Linked DNA regions of Sus scrofa: region 2 is linked to region 1. A link is a contact called in public HiChIP or PLAC-seq data. All regions are on one chromosome and are shown on one strand. The core of a region is the stretch at or near the end of the contact, and the rest is flanking DNA. Distances in the headings are between cores, read along the strand shown.

Region 1 (2,989 bases), core at 341-2,840:
TATTTATGTTGGTAATAGGGATGGTCAAAGTCCAGAATGTAGAGAATGTCACTTGAGGCCTTTTATTATTAAAGTTTTACCAATGCGTTAAACAAAAGTTTAAGTAGGAACATTTTTGATTCACGGAAATGCACTGAATAATTTATTTTTTAATGATATCATTGGGTAATGAAATTTATGAACTGAATGCTTTTCATAAAAATCAAGACTGTGGTTATGATATGTTATAGAAATAGAATCATTCTTTAAAGGAAATAATGTTTCCTTTAAAAAATGATTCCAAATTATAGTTATAATAATACTATCATTTGGTATAAATAGTATGAAATTAGAGTTTTTGATTATTTTCATTACCCAGTTCTTTTAAGAATAAATTTAGTGGGTCTAGTCATGGGTATACAGGTGTGCACCAAAGTTGTCCCCCCTCATCAAAACAGGGGCTGCTGAATACAAGAAGATAAGAAAAGCCTATGAGAAAAAAATATCGTGCAGAATTTAGTGTTAGAGATTTAGTGAGAACGAATATTAAGTCAAAAACATGGTTGCATGACCAAGAAAAAAAAGCTGTTTCCATAGAAGGCAACTCTAACACAGCCGGCAGTAGCGTAAATGTTTCTCTGTGAATACTTTCAAAGGTGTTAAGGTGATTTTTTTTTAAACATTGTAGGAAGTAGTTTATCATTGTTTTTAAATAACATATGTGTGTTCTCCTATCACTGACTGGGCCTTGTGGGGTTTTATGTATAACCAAGAGCTGGTGTTACAGCGACTGAGAAAACACACAGATAAAATATAAAGAAAATGTTAAGCCATCCGATTCCTCTTTGTTTTTAAGCTTAGTTTTTGTTTCTATTTTTTGACCACATGTAAAGCTATTGAATTTAAAAGATGGGAGGATTAGATTTTTTTTTCCCTCCTAAGGATTAAGATAGGAGAAATCTAAACATATTTGCACATTGGTTGAGTTTTTTGCTATGTTATCAGCCAAAATTTATTACTAAGATTCATATTTATTTCTTATATATTAATGGTATTTTAATGTATTAAAACCCATACTCCTTTTATATAAAATAGGTCGGTGGAGGAGGGGTTCCCCACTCTTGAAAATATGAAGAAAACATGTCCTTTCAACAGTAATAGGTTATGGTTGATTAATTGAGAAGGTTATGCTAAATGTTCTCTAGTGGAAATGGCTGGAGTATGCTTTTCGAGAAATATATCATTCAGGAATAAAATCAATTGAAGTATTGGTAATTAAATTGTAATTCAATGAAGGAAGGAAGCGGTTGTAGGAAAGATGAAGCTAACTATTGCTGTTTTTCTCTTTAAGAGTCTACAGTTCATAATGGAGCAACTGCACTGGCTGTTGGAAGGAGAAGATTCTGAAGATAGGGAGGTAATATTATCTCTTTTAAAAAGATACTTTCCTCTGGAATCCTGCACCTTGATTACATATGAGAATTGTATCTAATAGACAGCAGTTTCTTTAAATTTGAGGTATGGAAACGATCTGATTTTCCCATGCTGAGCCTTTGAGCTGCTTCTCCTGGGGTTATGGGCTGTGTTTGGAAGAGCTGAGAAATCTCAGCTAGGCATACTCAGCACCCTTAAAATAGCTTCTTTCTGAGAATCAGGTCTGCGATGGTGGCCTACCCCGTTCTAGTAGATGTCATTTTCATTTGTGGCTGATGTGCACGCATTGCGCACATTGCTTGGCTGTCCTCATTTACCTCCCAGGCTTCGTTGCCTTCTCGGGGGACACGCTCTCTGCAGGGCGGTTGACTGCCAGCCACCACCCAGTTCTGAGTGGGAGTCTTGCTGGTTGAGGACTGGTTCCAGGGCTCTGCCAAGCAGCTGGCGGGACCCAGCCTGGGCTGCTCTAGCGCCCTGGAGGTCAGGAGCTCCCACACATGGGTGCCTTCCCTAGTTGTTAGCTCTAGGTCCCTTTCCATTTTTTGTGTAATCCTAGGCTCTGGGTAATATTTTCCCTTTCCCCTGCTAGGTTGGCTTGCTGCTTTCTTTGCAGCTGTTGCAGGGATTCACATGGAATGGAGAACTCTGTTTTATTCTAGATGAGGTCTTTGATCATTGCCCCCGCAAGCTTTTTTCGTTTTCAGAAACCTAACGTTGGTGTTAAAGAATGACTCTAAGGTTCTTGAAGAACAAAAATTTTAAATGAAAAATTTCTATCAATACAAGAAGCTTCTGTCTTTTCATGCCATGTTGCTACATGGATTATGCAAGCTAAATGAAAAACAGTCAAAAAACCCTTTTATAAAAAATGTCTAAGAATGTTTATACAGGCTTAAGTTGTATAATGGTATTTATATCTACTCTTTTTCCTTTTCTAAGAAAAAAATACACTTTTTTAGTCATCAAAAATATCTATTCCCTGAACTATATCTGTGGAGGGCTATTAATGGAATAATAAAAGGCTTCGTGATGTCTAATTATGTAATTAGAAAATTGGTAAGCAACTGTGGTGGCTAAAATCACTTTCTTCCATTAAAGAGCAAGTATATACATTTAAAAACAAAATCCTTCAGGAAAAAGACTCTTTAATCTTTAAATCAAATGATGTTTTTGGTTACTACAACAGGAAAAGGAAATACACCAATCTCAGATGCTTTTACTCATGCCTAGGTGGAGATTGGAAGCAGCTAAGGAGCCATTCACCTGAATCCTAGAAAAAAACATGGTGGTATCAAAGTGATTACTTGGAAAGCAGTTTACATTTGCAGAACAATTCAATATTATGACCTTGACCAACTTTTATACTTCATGTACTTGGGTCATTACTCCAGCTTTTAAAATAGCAGTCTGTGGTATAGCTTGTGTATGGAATGCAGGGGTATTTTTGAATTCACTGGGTCTCGCTGGTCATTCTCAAATGTGCTACAGTATTACAAAGTTGAAATGTAATATTTATTAATAGAAGGAAAATATAAAATTTCATATCTGGGTAACTGAGACCTTTGAATCTGCTTTA
Region 2 (2,989 bases), core at 159-2,658, 990 kb after region 1:
TAGCCGTGTTCAAATAACTTTCGCAACCCAAAATGATCATCCATTACAAATATCCAGTGACATCATTTTTTTTTTTTAAACTTGTTGGAAAACAGGTTTGACTCAGTTTCAGACTTACAACTCCTCCCCGTGACTGCTGGCTATATACCTATTAGCTAAAAACAACAATGCGACAAAACTCGCTTTTGGATTAACAACCCTGTCATTTATCCTTTAAATGTTTATCTCCTTTGGTCACAATTTTATTGTAGTTAAACAGCAACTAGTGTGTGACCAAAAGCATTCAAATGCTCTGAGCACACAAAGAGCGCACTGTTCTGTTTTCCAGCTGGATGGACTTTTACTTGAGTGAACAAAAGACAAGATCCTGCTATTCTTCAAATGAAAAGGCAAGAAACAGCAAGGAAAAACATGGCACAGAAAACCTCTCTCTGGGTTCACTTTGCAAATGGTAATGAGAACAAGTGAACCAAATAGCTGCGGTTTTTTTCTCCTCCAAAAGTTTTTTAAAAATCGTGAAAAAAAATGATTACAGCATCTCTTTTTTAAGGGTTGTATTAATAATCATTTATGACCCACGATAGCAAATCTAGTGCATGTTATCTGATATAGGTAATGTTAGAGGAAGGATGGCTACATGCAAATATTATGGCCTAAAACCAATGTGTCAGGCAAAATATAAACAGCGGTCTCAGACAAGGGAACTGAAAGCAACAATGAGACTTGACATTGGCCACCTGAAATCTTGAAAATCTCCCCAAGCCCTTAAGAAAGCAGGTGAAGTTGCAGCCCTAACAATCTAAAAAAACAAAAGCTGTTGCTGCCACCAACACTGCAAAGTGGTGAGGGCTCCCTGATAGGACTCTTACAAAAGGTCCTTAAGATCAGCCCTCATTATCATTTTCCTGAATTAGCTACATTCTGTTCCAGCCTTTGTATGAACCTATCTCTCATATATCTTTCATACTAATGGATCTCTCCTGTCTTTAGTTCTTAAGTAAGTTAACATTATCATTGTCGTAGGTTGTTTTAATTTGTAGGAGTTGAAAGAAAGAAGAGTGAGGGATCTGTTGGAATTCTGACATTAATACTCAGGATGACAGAAGGAAATCTACGGGCTTGGGACTGACTTTCCTCTTCCGCACTGTGTAGAAACTGTATTATCTAGGATTAGGTTAGGCTGCAAGGGACAGAAAATCCAAAATGGCAGTGGCTTCACCAGGCTGGTAGGGGGGTTCGCGGGCTGTCCTCAGAGACTCAAGCCCCTTCCAGCTCACCTCTCTTGCTCCCCCTAAGGACTGGCCCTCACTCTCAAGATCCAAATGCAGCATTTCCACTCCAGGCAGCAGGATAAAAGCCCTGAGAGGAAAAGGGCAAAGGGCACACACCAGCTTTCTCTTAAGGAAACATCCCAGAAACTACCACAGGTGACAGCCTCTTAGTCACCCAGTCACACCTAACTGCAGAGGGGGCTGGGAAAGTCTGTTCTGTCTATTCTGGGTGGCTAATGGCCCTGAAAAGAAGGGCTTTGGGAGTTAAAGTGCAGTCATGACTACAAAGAGATTTCCTAGTTTTATAAAACTAGAAATAGTTGACAATGTCAGGCCAAAAAAAAAAATCTTCAGAGTAAGGAACTTGCAAATGCTCCCAACAGAAGAGCCACAGAAATACATGGACTTGACAACGAAGCCCTGGAACTACTCCCTATAATCTCTTGAGTACACCTCAATGATCTGGATCAGAGAGCTGAATAATCTCAGGTCCTTTTCTCCCCCAGGAGTGAGTGTCCTTGTTCCTGTGACCCCCACAGACCTGGAAGTTTCTCTCCTGGGTCATATCAACTGTCCCAATTCCTCAGCCTCGCAGCACAATCACCTCCCATCGTCAAGAATGAGAGGCCTTTCACATCCAAGGGGCAAATTTCACACAAATGACATTTGGCTGATGCCCAAAGGTGACAGGGATGAGAGCAGGATAAATAAAGAATAATGTAGAAGCCAGTTGGGGCAGCCTTTCATTATAGTCCTTTCAAGAGCTATTAATCTTGGTCATAGTCAGTCGGCTAAAAATAATTACTTCTTCTAACACATGTTGTACACACCAACTAGCAGTAGTAACGGGCCAGCCCTTTTACCCTAGGAAAGATATGGCCTCTGACTTGCCTAGAGCCATCTGAGGTAATGGCTGCACAATGTTCCAGCCCAAGTTCCTCTTCAGTCTTACCTAAGAATAATATCAAAAGAACCACCACCAGCAATATTGTCAGACTATCATCGTTAAGTTGTAGAAGTACCCCGAAGAATAAAGACTATTAGAAATATTTTACAAGAAGATTTGTCACTCCCTTTGTTTATAATGAAAGTAAATAACATTTTAAGTACTTAAGCATCATGTTTCCCCCAAAGTATTGCATTGCCGAGGTATTTAAATGAAGTGCTGATTGTCCTAATTCACCATGAATTTCCAGAGTTCCCCCCCTTAGGGTTTCTTTGAACTTGTAAGCCAGTTTAGCTAGTAGAAAAAGCTCAGGATCTGGAATTCTAGAGATGCAGCTCTGGAATCAAGCAGTTTCGTCATCTCTAAGAAGCCAACAATCTCTGAGTTTTACTGGGCTTCAGCTGTACTATGGGGACGTTTGACTCAAAAAAAGCCATGCAGTTCTTCAGAGATTCAACAGTACCATGGATGGGTTTGTATAAACCCACACTAAGTGATATCACTTAATAATTATCTTTCTAAACATAAAATTCATCAAGAGGACCTACCCAAAAGAGGGATGATAAGAGGATTCACAGCAGGGTTTCTTTGAGTCATGGACACTTCCAAACCCAATTCACTAACAATACAAAAATCATATAAAAAGTAAAGACATTGATGGCATAAAGGAAGGTGCCCTGTCCTGCAATTAGATCAACTGCAGCAGGAGGAGCCTCTAGCTGTAGGTCAGTAGGTAGCAAGCAGCAGCAACAAAGAAAGTGGACTATCTTTT

Evidence for each region. HiChIP or PLAC-seq counts read pairs in DNA pulled down with a chosen protein or histone mark.
Region 2: an H3K27ac HiChIP or PLAC-seq map of skeletal muscle shows a contact between it and region 1, with 9 times the contacts expected there. The contact joins two enhancer-like sites. A contact is called at or near these places in 1 of 47 Hi-C or Micro-C datasets (embryonic fibroblasts) and 1 of 2 datasets of contacts at active chromatin or transcription factors (skeletal muscle).

Annotation. Positions count from the first base shown.
Region 1 is chr6:30,520,716-30,523,704 of Sscrofa11.1, forward strand. It overlaps LOC102165609 (a long non-coding RNA gene), which reads left to right. Exons shown (of 9, transcript XR_002344591.1): 2 at 1,331-1,396. Among named protein-coding and RNA genes, the nearest start is that of IRX5, 7.2 kb to the left of the region's middle. Within about 2 kb of position 1,591, at least 3 of the 83 cell types and tissues checked have an H3K27ac peak or open chromatin away from gene starts, as enhancers often do. A contact at or near this core is called in skeletal muscle, where this site is marked.
Region 2 is chr6:31,512,718-31,515,706 of Sscrofa11.1, forward strand. The region is part of intron 1 of FTO (fat mass and obesity associated); the gene reads right to left. Among named protein-coding and RNA genes, the nearest start is that of FTO, 50 kb to the right of the region's middle. Within about 2 kb of position 1,409, at least 25 of the 83 cell types and tissues checked have an H3K27ac peak or open chromatin away from gene starts, as enhancers often do. A contact at or near this core is called in skeletal muscle, where this site is marked.